Regions from separate parts of the Callithrix jacchus genome. Here region 2 is linked to region 1. A link is a contact called in public Hi-C data. All regions are on one chromosome and are shown on one strand. The core of a region is the stretch at or near the end of the contact, and the rest is flanking DNA. Distances in the headings are between cores, read along the strand shown.

Region 1 (6,512 bases), core at 2,083-4,582:
GTTATGTGAGTAAAAAGACACCACAGAGATTACATAAAAAGCAGGTGGGTCAGGGGCCTAAGATCAGATGTATTCATTAAAAATCAGTTCACTAGAACCTGGTGGTTCTGCTTATTAGGTAAAATAAGTTAAAAGGCCCTGCCTGCTTCTGCAGAGTGAAACAAGGGCAAACAGTTCATATATTTTTCTGTGTGCTTCTGTCTTTATTCTGTTTACTTAATAGCAATAACAGCAACCATTGCCATTGCTGAGCACTCACTAGATATCAAGCACCATACTAACTGCTTTCTGTGAATTATCTCATGGAATCTTCCCCATTATGATATTATTTCCTGCTGGATATTCATCCTTATTATGAGAGAAAACACTGAAGCGGTTCCACAAAAGAAGGAGTTACACCACTTATGAAACTACGCAAGGTTATCAAAACCAGAGAAAACTCAGCCATCAGACAAGCAGAGTTCAATAAGCACTAAGGTCCTCCATCTGTCAGGTTTGGTGCTATTTTCTAAGAAGGTTCTTACCCTCAAGGAGAATAATAATATTATTATTTTATAATAATAAAATAAAAAGGCCGGGCTCAGTGGCTCACACTGTAATCCCAGAACTTTGGGAGGATGACGCGGATGGATCATGAGGTCGGGAGTTTGAGACTAGCCTGGCCAACATGGTAAAATCCCGTCTGTACTATACAAAAATTAGCTGGATGTGGTGGTGAGTGCCTATAATCTCAGCTACTTGGGAGGCTGAAGCAGGAGAGTCACTTGAACTCCAGAGGTGGAGGTTGCAGTGAACCAAGATCACGCCATTGCACTCCAGCCTGGGCAACAGAGCGAGACTCCATCTCAAAATTATAAGAATAATAAAATAAAAAATAAAACAGCTTCTATTTTTTACAAACATTCACATTTAGATACCCATATGCTTTAGACCCCCTTTAGATCCCGTATCTCCCTTACCGATTGTATATTATATTCTAGACAAGAAAAGGATTTTCCTTTAAACAAAGCCACTATGTTTCAGAACTTGGCTTAACCTGGGCTCAGTGCCAGGGGTTCAGGCCAATTAACTGGTGGGACAGGTGCGAGTTTACTTGTGGGAGTTGCCTTGTTTGAAAACTTAGATTTGGATGGAAAGAGACCAGTGTAGGAAGAACTACTGAGGATTAATGGTGCCTGTTCCCAAGCTCCACTTTGCAGTTTTCCAGTGCTTTTGTCCTTGCCTCCAATAAGACTTGTTTTTCTTGCCCCCAGGAAAAGTTTCACAAAACACTACACTTTCTCTGTGTGACACACTGGTATTTTCTGTTCTGATTCTATTTCATTCCATTTCATTTTCTCTAATGCTAGTGTTGAATTAGTTGGTGATCATGTGTCCTGGTTTGCCTAGTTGATGCCCTTATCCCTATAATTATTAATGACTCTCCCTTTCAACCATTAAATTGATTTCATAATGCATTGCTCAGGTTTGGAAAAATCCTGCTGTGGAAAAAGAAGCTTCAAGCAGCAAGCGAAGGAACTGTTTTCTCAAGGAGGGAAGAGGCCCAGGCCCCTGCAGAGCTGCCTCAGGGCCAAAAAACAGCACTGCAAGGAATTCACAATTTCTGAACCAAGGTCTGTGCCTTGGCAGAGTACAAAGGCAGCCGTGAGATGTCCTCCCCCAGAGTGGTTTCTCAGTAGGTCATGGAGCAGGGTCCCTATTCTCCCAGAGACCACAGATCTGAAAGAGGAGGATATTTGGTTCAATCCACTGAGACATGTGCAGCTTGTTAAGGAATTTGGGATTCCTATACTGCAATATGCAGGTTAGAGCAATAATCTAGGAAGATCAAATTATTTCTGATAATGTTTAAACTCAATGGTTTAAAGAAATTAATTATAATTGATTTTCATAAACATGTATGTGACCAGGCAGGGTGCAGTGGCTCACGCCTGTAATCCCAGCACTTTGGTGGACTGATCACTTGTGGTCAGGAGTTCAAGACCAGCCTAGCCAACATGATAAAACCCTGACTCTACTAAAAAAACAAAAATTAGCTGGGCGTGGTAGCAACATGCCTGTGGTTGCAGCTACTCAGGAGGCTAAAGCAGGAGGATCACTTGAACCCGGGAGCTGGAGGTTGCAGTGAGCCAGGATTGTGCCACTGCACTCCAGTCTGGGTGACAGAACGAGATTCTGTCCCTAAATAAATAAATAAATCGGTGGAACCAAAATATGCTAGAAATAAATGATAGTTACTTAATATTGCTTATTCGTAAGTTTTTCAAAAGTAAAAAGCCAAAAATTTATGTTTTCCTTAAAAAGAAATTTGTTCAGAGGTACCAAATTTTCAGTAGCTTTTCTATGAATAACATTTAAATTTGAAACGAGCAGATTAAACATTTTAAAAACATTTTTTTCTATAGAAAAGGAAAATTTTAATTACTTTAAACTGCTTTGGATATTCATTTATTTAAATCTTTCTCCCTCTTTCCCCTATCTTAAAATATGTTTGAGATGAGTAAAAGCACATAGAATTTGTTAAGGACACTTCAATTTAGGAGGAAGTGTTTGAAAAAAGGACTGACCCATATTCTCTTCAAACATTTTATTCTTACTTAAAAAGAAAAGAAGGGTAGTTTTTTGCTACATTTAAAAAAATAATTGCTATGGTTTGAATGTCCCTTCCAAAACTCATGTTGAAACTTAATCCCCAAACTAGCAATATTGAAAGTTGGGACCATTAAGAGGTGATTGAATCATAAGGTCTCTGCCCTCATGAATGAATTATTAATCCATTGATAGATTAATGGATTATCAAAGATGGGGGAACCAGTGGCTTTATATGAAGGGGGAAGACCTGAGTTAGAATGTCAGCATGCTCAGCCCCCTCACTGTGTGATGCTCTGTGCTGCCTCAGAACTCTGCAGAGAGTCCCCACCAGCAAGAAGGCCCTCACCAGATGCAGCTCCTCAACCTGGGATTTCTCAGCCTCCAGAACTTCAAGAAATAAATTTTCTTGCTTATAAATTAGCCAGCCTCAAGTATTCTAAGCAGCAGAAAACAGACTAATGCAATGATTTTCACATTTCTACTTGAAGTGACTAATAGCAAGATATTTCAATCTTCTAGTCTTTCAAAAATAATTACGTTTTATAATTCCTAGTGACACTTCCCTCTCTACAAGTCTCATTTAAGAAAACTGAAAAGTATTTATTTAGGTTCTCAAAGTCAATTGGTAATAAAAGGAATTTGCATGGTTTTTTTCTTTGCTGCTGCTTCTGAGCATGGCTTTAGCAGTGCCACATCATGAATCCAGCAATGTATAGCAATGTATATTCACACATTCTTCTCATGTACTGTGCTAGGCTGTGGGGCTTAAGGCAACAGACAGCTTCTCGCTTTTTTTAGCTTTCCAGGCAAGAGCCCAAAACAACTTGTTAAAATAGGTGTTTTAAGAAAGATAGAAATGAAAGCATTATAGCCATGATAGAATGCTTTGAAATGTCTTCTATCCCAGTAGTCCCTCCTCTAGAATACCAGGCTGTCCTTGCAAATGATAAGCTGGATCTTTATTGTCCATGTTCAGGGGGCTACAAGCATGGGTGTTCTTTAATACTCCACTGATCAACGTGGATCAGATTCAAACAGCCCAAGAAAGCCACTCTTGTAAACATTTCTAAGACCTCATGCCAGGCTACTTCATTCCTTCTGCATCTCTTCTTTAAGCATTTCTTTCACTTGGCTTCCAGCATCGCTCTCTGGTCGGCCTTTTTCCCACCTCTCCAGTCTCCTGCCTCATCTCTTTTTCTGGGTCCTTTCCATTTGCTCACCTCTGAACATTGCGGTGCGTTAGGATTGGCATCTTTTTTCCCCTTCCCATACTCCCTTTTTGGGTGATCTCATTTATTCTCACCACCTTCACTTGCTAAGCAGTCTCATTCATTCTCATGGCTTCAAATGCCATCTGTATGTTAATGTTAATTCTACATCTCCCAAATGTAGAATTCTGAATTCAAGCTTAATGCATCTACAACTGAGTTTCTATTATTGCTTCCACCCCCAGCCTGCTCCTTTTATTGTCTTCTCCATCTCAACTGACGGCAACCTCAACTTGCTAGTTGCTCAGGCCAAAAACCTTGGAGTCATCTTTGACATCTCTCTTCCTTCGCATTCTGCATCAGCAAATGTGGTTGTCTCTGCCTCAAAATGTGCCCGGAGGTCGGGTATGGTGGCTCACGCCTGTAATACCAGCACTTTGGGAGGCTGAGGAGGGCAGATCCCTTGAGGCCAGAAGTTCAAGACAGGCTGGCCAACATAGTGAAACTCCATCTCTACTAAAAATACAAAAATAAGCCAGGCATGGAGGTGGGCACTTGTGGTTTCAGCTACTCACAAGACTGAGGCTGGAGAGTCACTTGAACCCAGAAGGGAGAAGTTGCAGTGAGCTGAGATAGTGCAGTGCACTCTAGCCTGTGTGACTCTATATTAAAAGAGAAAATGCCTAACTAGAATTTGACTTACCCAGTACTGCCACATTTTACAATTCCAAGAGGCCCGTCTAACATTAAACATATAGTTAACTGGTGCCTCTGGAAGCTCTTGATCTGCGAGTCTCACCACCTCCACTATTACCATCGTGGTTCAACCAACATTGTCTTTTGCCTTATTGTGCAATAGCCTTATACTTCCTTCTTCCCCATTCAGTGTATCATCAATATAATACCACTGAGATTCTGTTAAACCACACGTCGTATTATATCACTTCTCTCCTCAAAACTCTCCTGTGGATTCTCAATTCAGAGTAAAAGCAAACACTTTACAGTGACCTCTAAGAGCCTACCTGATATGGTTGCCTGTCACCAACCTGATCTCATTTTAATAAGCACTCTGCCCTTCCCTCACTCCATCCTTGGCAGACTGAACACTTTGCTATTCACCAAACATGCCAGGAACCACAGGGCCTTTGCATTTTCTGTTCACCTTGCCTGGAATGATCTTACCTCATATTTCTCTCATTTTTCAGTCACCTTCTGAATAAGGCCTTCCCTGGCCACCCTATCTAAAATTTTAATCATTCTGCCCTGCACTCCCCATGACTTTCCCTGCTTTATATGTTCTCATTAGCACATTTTACTACCTAAAGCTGTGGGAAGATACAGCATCATCCTCCAGAATGCAAAAAGCACTCTCCATTTAATGACTTTGGTATGGTGCTGTGTCCCCAGTAAGCAGAATACACGGGTCCAGGAATCAAGGGGTGGAAGCAAAAATGACCCTGTTTATGATCATTCCTAGTGATCCACTTGTGAAATTTGTGGATATACCCATGATACTGTGATGTCATTAAATAGCTAAGGTGTGCTTTTACAAAAGAAGTTTAGCTTTGATTTTGCGAAGCATTTTCACCCATGAAAAGCACAAGTGACCTGTATGGAGGTGGATTTGTTCATAATCACATTGGATATTTTCTCTGAATAGTTCTTTTCAATCCCAATACTCCACCTGGTGGTCATAAAAGCTTAGATGCTGAATAAAGATCAGGCTGATAGTGTGTTCCCCAAATTCAGGCTGAGTCCTCTGGTCACAAGTCCTTAGACTTGGACTCAAGGGTCCAAGGCTAGAGGCTAATTGGGAACACCATGTGCTGTGGGTTCAGAGTGTGAAAAGAAAGGGAGGTGTAGGGAAAATGATGCCGACATAATAACACCTTCCTCGGGGCTGTGGTCAGGATTCAGTGAGCTAACCTCATATCAGCATAGGGCCTGCTATGTGGTAGACACCTAATAGATTGCACACTTTTATTATCATTAATCCAAGATGAAGACATGTGGTGGGTGTGTCAGTAGACATAATCAAAAGATTACCCAAGAACCCATTTTTAAGAACTGTGATTTTTGAGCCCAGATCTGAGAGGTGATATCAATTTCCAAAGATTGATTCCCTCTTCCAGGACAGACGTTTCACATAAGAAAATAAACATTGAGGCTATGAGTTAATGCAATTTGACAAATATGGAGGGAAGCTCAAATATTGTTATAAATCATAAAATTTTTACAAGGGAAAGGATTCAGTTTAGATTAGAGGTACAAAAAAATGTATCATAATTCAGAGACTCTCTTCCAGAAGAACATGTGTAAGTATAATGAATGTGAAAAACAGTTCAATTCCGGCTCCCCCTTTACTGTCCTTCAGAGAACACACGCTGGAGAGGGCAGATGTGCAGTGACTCCAGGAGCGTACTCACTGCAGCTCTGCTTTGCCTCATGTCAGCAGCCTCGCTGGGCAGAAACCTCACACACATAATGAATGTGGAACGCTCCAGGCCCCACAAACATCAGAGGGATCGCACTGGAAATATTTAGATCCCAGCATTGCTTCTCTCTCCTCCCGACTACTCAGATGCTCATTATCACTGTGTTCATAGATCTTTGGCTCTTGATTATGTTTTAGTTAGGTCAAAAAGTCTGCGACATTGATCAAATCCTATTACTACTACTAACTTTTAATGGCTCATCTGAACCTATTGAATA
Region 2 (6,306 bases), core at 1,711-4,210, 39 kb before region 1:
GAGACCACCGGGAGCAGCAAAGGCCCTGGGTAAACAGGTAACCATGGCCTAAAATCCTAAAAGGGAACATTAGCTCCACAGAGCCTTGACTTTAACAATGAATGGCATGGGCTGGGAGCAGTGGCAAATGCCTGTAATTCCAGCACTTTGGGAGGCCAAGGTGGGTGGATCATGATGTCAGGAGTTCAAGACCCCCTGACCAATATGGTGAAACTCCATCTCAACTAAAAATATAAAACTTAGCTGGGTGTGGTGGCACACACCAGTAATCCCAGCTACTCAGGAGGCTAAGGCAGGAGAATTGCTTGAACCTGGGAAGAAGAGGTTGCAGTGGGCGGCAGAGCAAGACTCTAACTCAAAAAAAAAAGAAAAAAAAAGAATGGCATGAAAAGATATAATCAATATCCAGTCAGTTCCTCTGGAATGAGCTTCATCTCAAATTTACTTACTTACATATCTCCTGCTTGCTTGGCACAGGGCTTTTTTTTTAATTACCATAATAATGTTAAGCCAACCCAAAAGATTTCTGATCAAACCTTGTAACTTAAACATATATCATGGAGATAATTCTGATATTTATGAAATTTCTAATGAACAATTACGTAATCTAGTTTTGCCTTCATGACATTCTTACCGCTCAGATGCCCCACCCAGCTTTAATACTAAACATTTTAACAAAGTGTTTTACTTTCATGGTTTCCAAGAGTAACTAGTAACAAAACTAGAACAAAATTTAACACTCTATCTTTTTTAAACATTACTTGTAACTTTTATGATGAGTAAAAACTGCAGTTTTGATAGAAACAGTTTGGTATTATATTGTCATAGGGCTCAGGTACATAATTTGATGTGCAAACCACCATTCTCCTAGATTTTACATACACATGGCCTTTATGATATAATAATTCTTTGAAATTATTAAAATTAATGTTCATGACTGGAAAATGTGTTCACTTATACTATCCAGGTAAACAGTCTACACAATGCAAAGGAATTGATGACCCTCAGACATCACTTCGGAACTTAAAAAAGAGACTCAAGAAACTGTCAAATGAGCAAAGATAGAGGGAATTATTCTTCGATGCTTGCTAAATCGTCACGTAATCACCAGACCAGCATATCAAGATAGAAAAAACATTCCTCAGGAAAGTTAATTTCACAGAAAAGTATCCTTTCTATGGAGAAGAACCTAAACCAAACTTTCCACTTGAGTAATATGAGAATTGAGTAACATATAAGTGCAAAAGAGGAAGTAAGAATGGGAGCACTGTAAAAGTTTAATGAAGTAACTAACTCATCTTAATCCTCCCATTTTCACTTGGAAAGGACCAAGAAACCTTATTCAATTTTGATAAGTCAATCTGATAAAAAGTGAACTACAAATAAGAGACAGCATTGTTTTAGCAGTTAAAACATTTCTTTAAAAAAAACTATCTGGACTCTGATAAGTCAGTTAGATTGACAAGATCTGTGGAATCAGTTGTGGAATTTTTAAGCCCTGATATCTTACTCACAAAACACTGTATAACATCCTCAATTTTGGAGATCTTAAACTATTTTCTTTTTCCTACATTTCTGAAAACATTAATAACAGTAAAGAAGCCAGGCATGGTGATAGAGGACTGAAATACCAGCACTTTGGGAGGCCCAGGCAGGAGGATCACTTGAGGCCAGGAGTTTGAGACCAGCCTGGCCAACATGGTGAAATCCGGTCTCTACTACAAATCCAAATATTAGCTGGGTGTTCTGGCATGTGTCTGTAATCCCAGCTACTTGAGACTGAGTCAAGAGAATTGCTTGAACTGGGAGGCAGAGGTTGTAGTGAGCCGAGATCGTATCGCTGCACTCCAGCCTGGGCGACAAAGTGAGACTCCTTCTCATAAAAATTATATAAATAAATAAAATAATAAAAAAAGAGAGAAAACACAGTAAAGAAAGCCTGCATAGCCTGCGTAAGATTATCCATTTCTGAAACCGTCCCGAGGCAAATTCAGTTGAGAACCCGTTCCACGAGTTCATTGCTTAAGAAAAAGAGCACTTGTGTTTAGTCTTTCGCATAAAAAAAAAAAAATAATTAGAGCCTACAACGAACAGTTTCTTTTAGTAAAATTGGGCTGAGCAACTGGAAAAAGCCAGTGATCAATCACAGTATTAAAATACTTTGCGGAAAAAAAAAGAAAGGAAGTCAAGGAGGGGGGAAAAAGTGTGTTCGCCTCACATGACCACGATGAGCTGTTCTCATTCTGGTTCTAATTTTAGTGACTCTCTGGATTTTGGGGAAGGCCTACTTTTACACATTCACTCATGAAAAGGGAGCGCACACAAATCCGGCCACGTCACCGGCTGCTGCGCTCGAGGGCTGGTGCTCCACGGGAAGAACCGGGACACAGGAAAGAGGGTGGGGAAGCCAAAGGGAAACAAGAAAGGTGGAAGCGATGTCCCCAAAGCAGCTTCCGTTTCCTCCTAAACTTTTTGACTTTCAGACAAATTCTAAAAGTCCCTCATCCCAGCATACAAAGCTGTGGGTAAATCCAGCTCGATGCGGGGCGCACGGCCTTACCTGTGCCATGGCGTTTCCGTTGACCGACGAGTCAGGTCAGGGGAAGGCGAAGCAGGACTGCAAAAGACGAGACACCTCTGGCTTAGCGCGCCACTCGCAACTCGCGCCCTCCCCAAGCGCAGGTCGGCGGGCACGCGGCAGCATTCAGACAGTCCCTAGGGCCCCGCCAAAGGGCCGACCCGCCCTCTCGTAGCTACCGGGATAACTCTTGGCCGAGCGTCCGCGCGAACCCAGTGCCCGGGGACCGCTCCCCTCTCCGGAGGGAGCCCCCTCCCCGGGCCAGGCGGCCACTCACCCAGACCGTGGGACCAAAGTGCCCCGAACCCGCGGAAGAGCGGCGGAGCGCGGGACGGCGGTACGGGATGCCGAGGCTGAAGGATCCGGCAGCTGCACCCAGACTGATCCAGGCAACGGAAACGCCATCGGCCCCGCCCCGGCCCTGCCCGGCTTGGCCCGGCCCACCCCCGCCGGGCCTCGACCGCAGGCTGACTGCGCCAGCCCGGCCCGCCCCTGCCCGGGCCTCAGCGCGCCTGCGTGGGCGCGGCTCGTCCCAGTTGGTCTCCCGGGGCCCGGATTGTCCCGCGGGCCCCGCGGGTCTGTATGGGGCGCGGCCGCAGGGCTGCCAGAACCGGGAGGGGGCGCAGCTCCCCTGAGTGTCCCGGCTATCGCCTGATCCTTGCACCGCTGGAAGGGCGTGGGGTGCTGTTCAGGACTCGGGGTTTGGGGATGTTTGAGCCTCCCTGCCGTCTGTTACCGCAGGAACCATAGCCTCACTCGGGTGCTCCACATAGCAGTGCGTGAGCGTCTTTTTGGAGGCGAGACAAAATCACTGCAGCTAAGGACAGCGCGCCTTTGACCATGGGATAGAAAAAACGTGAAGGGAGGGCCGTTTCCCAAGTTGTTTTTGTTTCTGTTGTTTTGTTATTGTTTTTAATGCCAATGATTGCTTCCTAGATGGCCCTCTTTTACATATACAGCCTTCTAGTAGCATATTTCAAAGCCTCTACTTCCAATCAGTTTCTGTTTCCAGAACTAGCCTAGAACTTTAGTGACTTAAATTTGAGCCATGCCTCATATTGGTTCAACAAAATATGAGTATATGAGAGAGAGGGGAGAGGAAGGGAGAATCTACAGCATATTGTACTAGCATGCTGCTGTGTTCTGTGAAAGGACCTTATGTGCACAGCAGCCCCCAAATGCGAAGGAACCAAGACACCAAAGAACAAGACAGACAAGTCCGTCTGGATATTGGAGGATATTGTAGACAGAAGCGTGGCTTTGGGCTGCAGCAAGCAGATAGATTTCTCCGCTGTTACTTCCCAGACCCTGGCCTTGTGCCTTAAGGAAAGAGTATACTGCTCTGTGCAAGACAATTAAAGGCTGCCCTCCAGGACAGGTGAGAATGCTGTATGTGTCATTACCTATAATGTGTGCAATAGCATCAAGGTTGACATGTTCTTATGCTAAGGACAGTTTTAAAAAAAAATCCTAGGAATCTGGAGGTACTCATGAAACTGAGGTTCATCAAAGGTCGACGTGGCAGATTCACATCCAGGATATAATCAGTTTTGTCTCTACATGTTGAAAAAGAAAAAGTAGAAGACACAGTGACCTTCTCAGACTTACTGGTATGGGGAGGGACGGTGCCAGGGCAGAAGAGGCAAGAGGACAAGTTTGTGACACTAGATGCAGTGTTCTAGACATACACTAGAATGAGAAGTGCAGAGTGCTTCTCAATATGGAGGTTAAGGGTAAGAGATAAGGAGCTAGTCTTCTTTGAGAATGAGGAAGAATTAAATGGACAGCAAGTATGCTTCTTTGTATAGAAGTTTTCATTTGCTTTCATGTGTGAACCACATGCTTATTCCAGCCCTGACAAAGTCACAACAGAGTGGTTGTTCTCTGGAAAAGCAGGCAAAATTGCAAAGTATGTGGAGCTTGGCAACCCCATCACCCCCACTCCACTGGCAGGTTGCCTTTCCTCTGGGAGCCTCCTCTCCACCAGCTCAGCTGTCTACTCAGCCTCAGGCTCTCCCCAAGTCAGCACCTCCCCCGGGCTTTCTTTACAGGCATTAATATATGTGAAGGCAGCCCTTTTCTGAGCATCTATCTCTGTTGCTCCTGCTTTTCTACTTTCTCTCTTCCCGGCACCAAAAAGCAGGACCTTTAATCTTGCCTAGAGCATTCTTCTTTCCCACCCACATCCACTTGAACTCTGTTTGCTTTTCTCACTTTCTACTCTTGCATTAATGGAATTAAACAGGACCTCAGAGATCCTATATGTGACGATCATTGATTTTATAGGTACATGAGACTCATCATGGGTTAATGACTTGCTCTATGTCCTGCAGCCAAATACTTATGGAATTGATGAGTTATTGGACCCAGAGTCTTGATGTACCCCGGTTAGCATTGCTTTCACTCCCAGTAATATCAGTTTATTCAACTCCTACTCTGGACCAGGCACAGGTTTAGGCACTGGGGATAACACAGTAAATGAAACAAAGGCCCTGCCCTCATAGGTCACACATTCTGGTGGAGGAAACAAACAATAAACAAATATCTAATATGTCCTGCGTGATGTGTGCTATAAAGAAATAAAGTGCTTGGGAATGGAAATAAAGGGAACACTATTTTGCAAAAATGATATGAAGCCATTTCTGAGAAGCATTGAACATAAACCTAAATTGATACAATTTAATTGTACTTGGCAACTATACACTGAGCACCTGTGGAAAAGCCATACCAAGAGTTTGCACATTAATAGTATAGATAAAGCATGTATACAGACACTACAATGAGAGACAGACTACAAATCATGAAAAAATGCATAGAATACAATCAAAGTGTGATTAGTTTCAGAGGAAAGAGCTAATGTTTTGTCAAATGCTTGACATGGCATTTGATTTAGGCTTCTGAGAGAGGATATTGTATCAGACTATGAAAGAAAGAAAGGGTGGTCTGGTTAAGTGAACCAAAAGAAAGAAAGGATCTCTGTGTCTGTGTGATTTGAACTGTCTAAAATGGCTGGAGTGGAAAGTACATAAATAGGGACTGCCACATAAAGATTCTGCTTTGAATCATGTATCGAACTGATGGATTTGGAACAACTGATGTTCCTGACTACTTAGTGTTGTAAATGATAGGCACTCAGGAAATCTCTTTCACTACCTCTTCTCAGCCTAGTAACAGAGAGGGAGACTTTCTAAAAGGAAAATGATATTTATTTGGGAATGTGCATTGCGGTAGAAATATGCATGCCATGTTAAACTGTTTTGCGTATTCAGGGAGGTAAAGGAAGACAATATTTTTCAAGGAAGAAGGCGGAGAATTACATCATCATTTTGAGATAATTGTCTTTGGCTATAGTAATCAATAACAAGAGTGGCACCAGTCCAAGGTTGTACAGGCAGTTGCTGGGCAGATGTCTCTGCTGTCTCTGCAGAAGTTCTCTCTCTCTGTGTGTGTGTGTGTGTGTGTCTGTGTGTGTGTGTGTGTGTGTGTGTGTGGTTGCAATGGCCATTTTCCAAAGTTGTGGTTTTTCAGTATTGAAAAATATTGAAAAATACTTCTTGTTATCAGGCATTTATGTATTAGAACTCTCCCTTCATGGCCTTCCCCAGCCATTTGTCAGGAATTTGTCTTGTGTTTTAACACAAGTGACCCCATTTTAATGCTGATAGCTTTTACATTCTTGAAATCAAGTGTCTGTCATTCATCCCCCAATGTCCTTTATCAGTGTCCCT

Evidence for each region. A called contact is a pair of places that touch in the nucleus more often than the background predicts.
Region 2: a contact with region 1 is called in a Hi-C map of induced pluripotent stem cells, with 1.9 times the contacts expected there. The contact joins the promoter of ANXA5 here to the enhancer-like site in region 1. A contact is called at or near these places in 3 of 3 Hi-C or Micro-C datasets (induced pluripotent stem cells and skeletal muscle).

Annotation. Positions count from the first base shown.
Region 1 is chr3:75,958,616-75,965,127 of calJac240_pri, reverse strand. No RefSeq gene overlaps it. Among named protein-coding and RNA genes, the nearest start is that of SMIM43, 38 kb to the right of the region's middle. Within about 2 kb of position 3,332, at least 2 of the 16 cell types and tissues checked have an H3K27ac peak or open chromatin away from gene starts, as enhancers often do.
Region 2 is chr3:75,997,403-76,003,708 of calJac240_pri, reverse strand. ANXA5 (annexin A5) reads right to left here and starts at 2,960. Exons shown (of 13, transcript XM_002745469.7): 1 at 2,856-2,960; 2 at 2,561-2,617. The coding sequence starts at 2,569.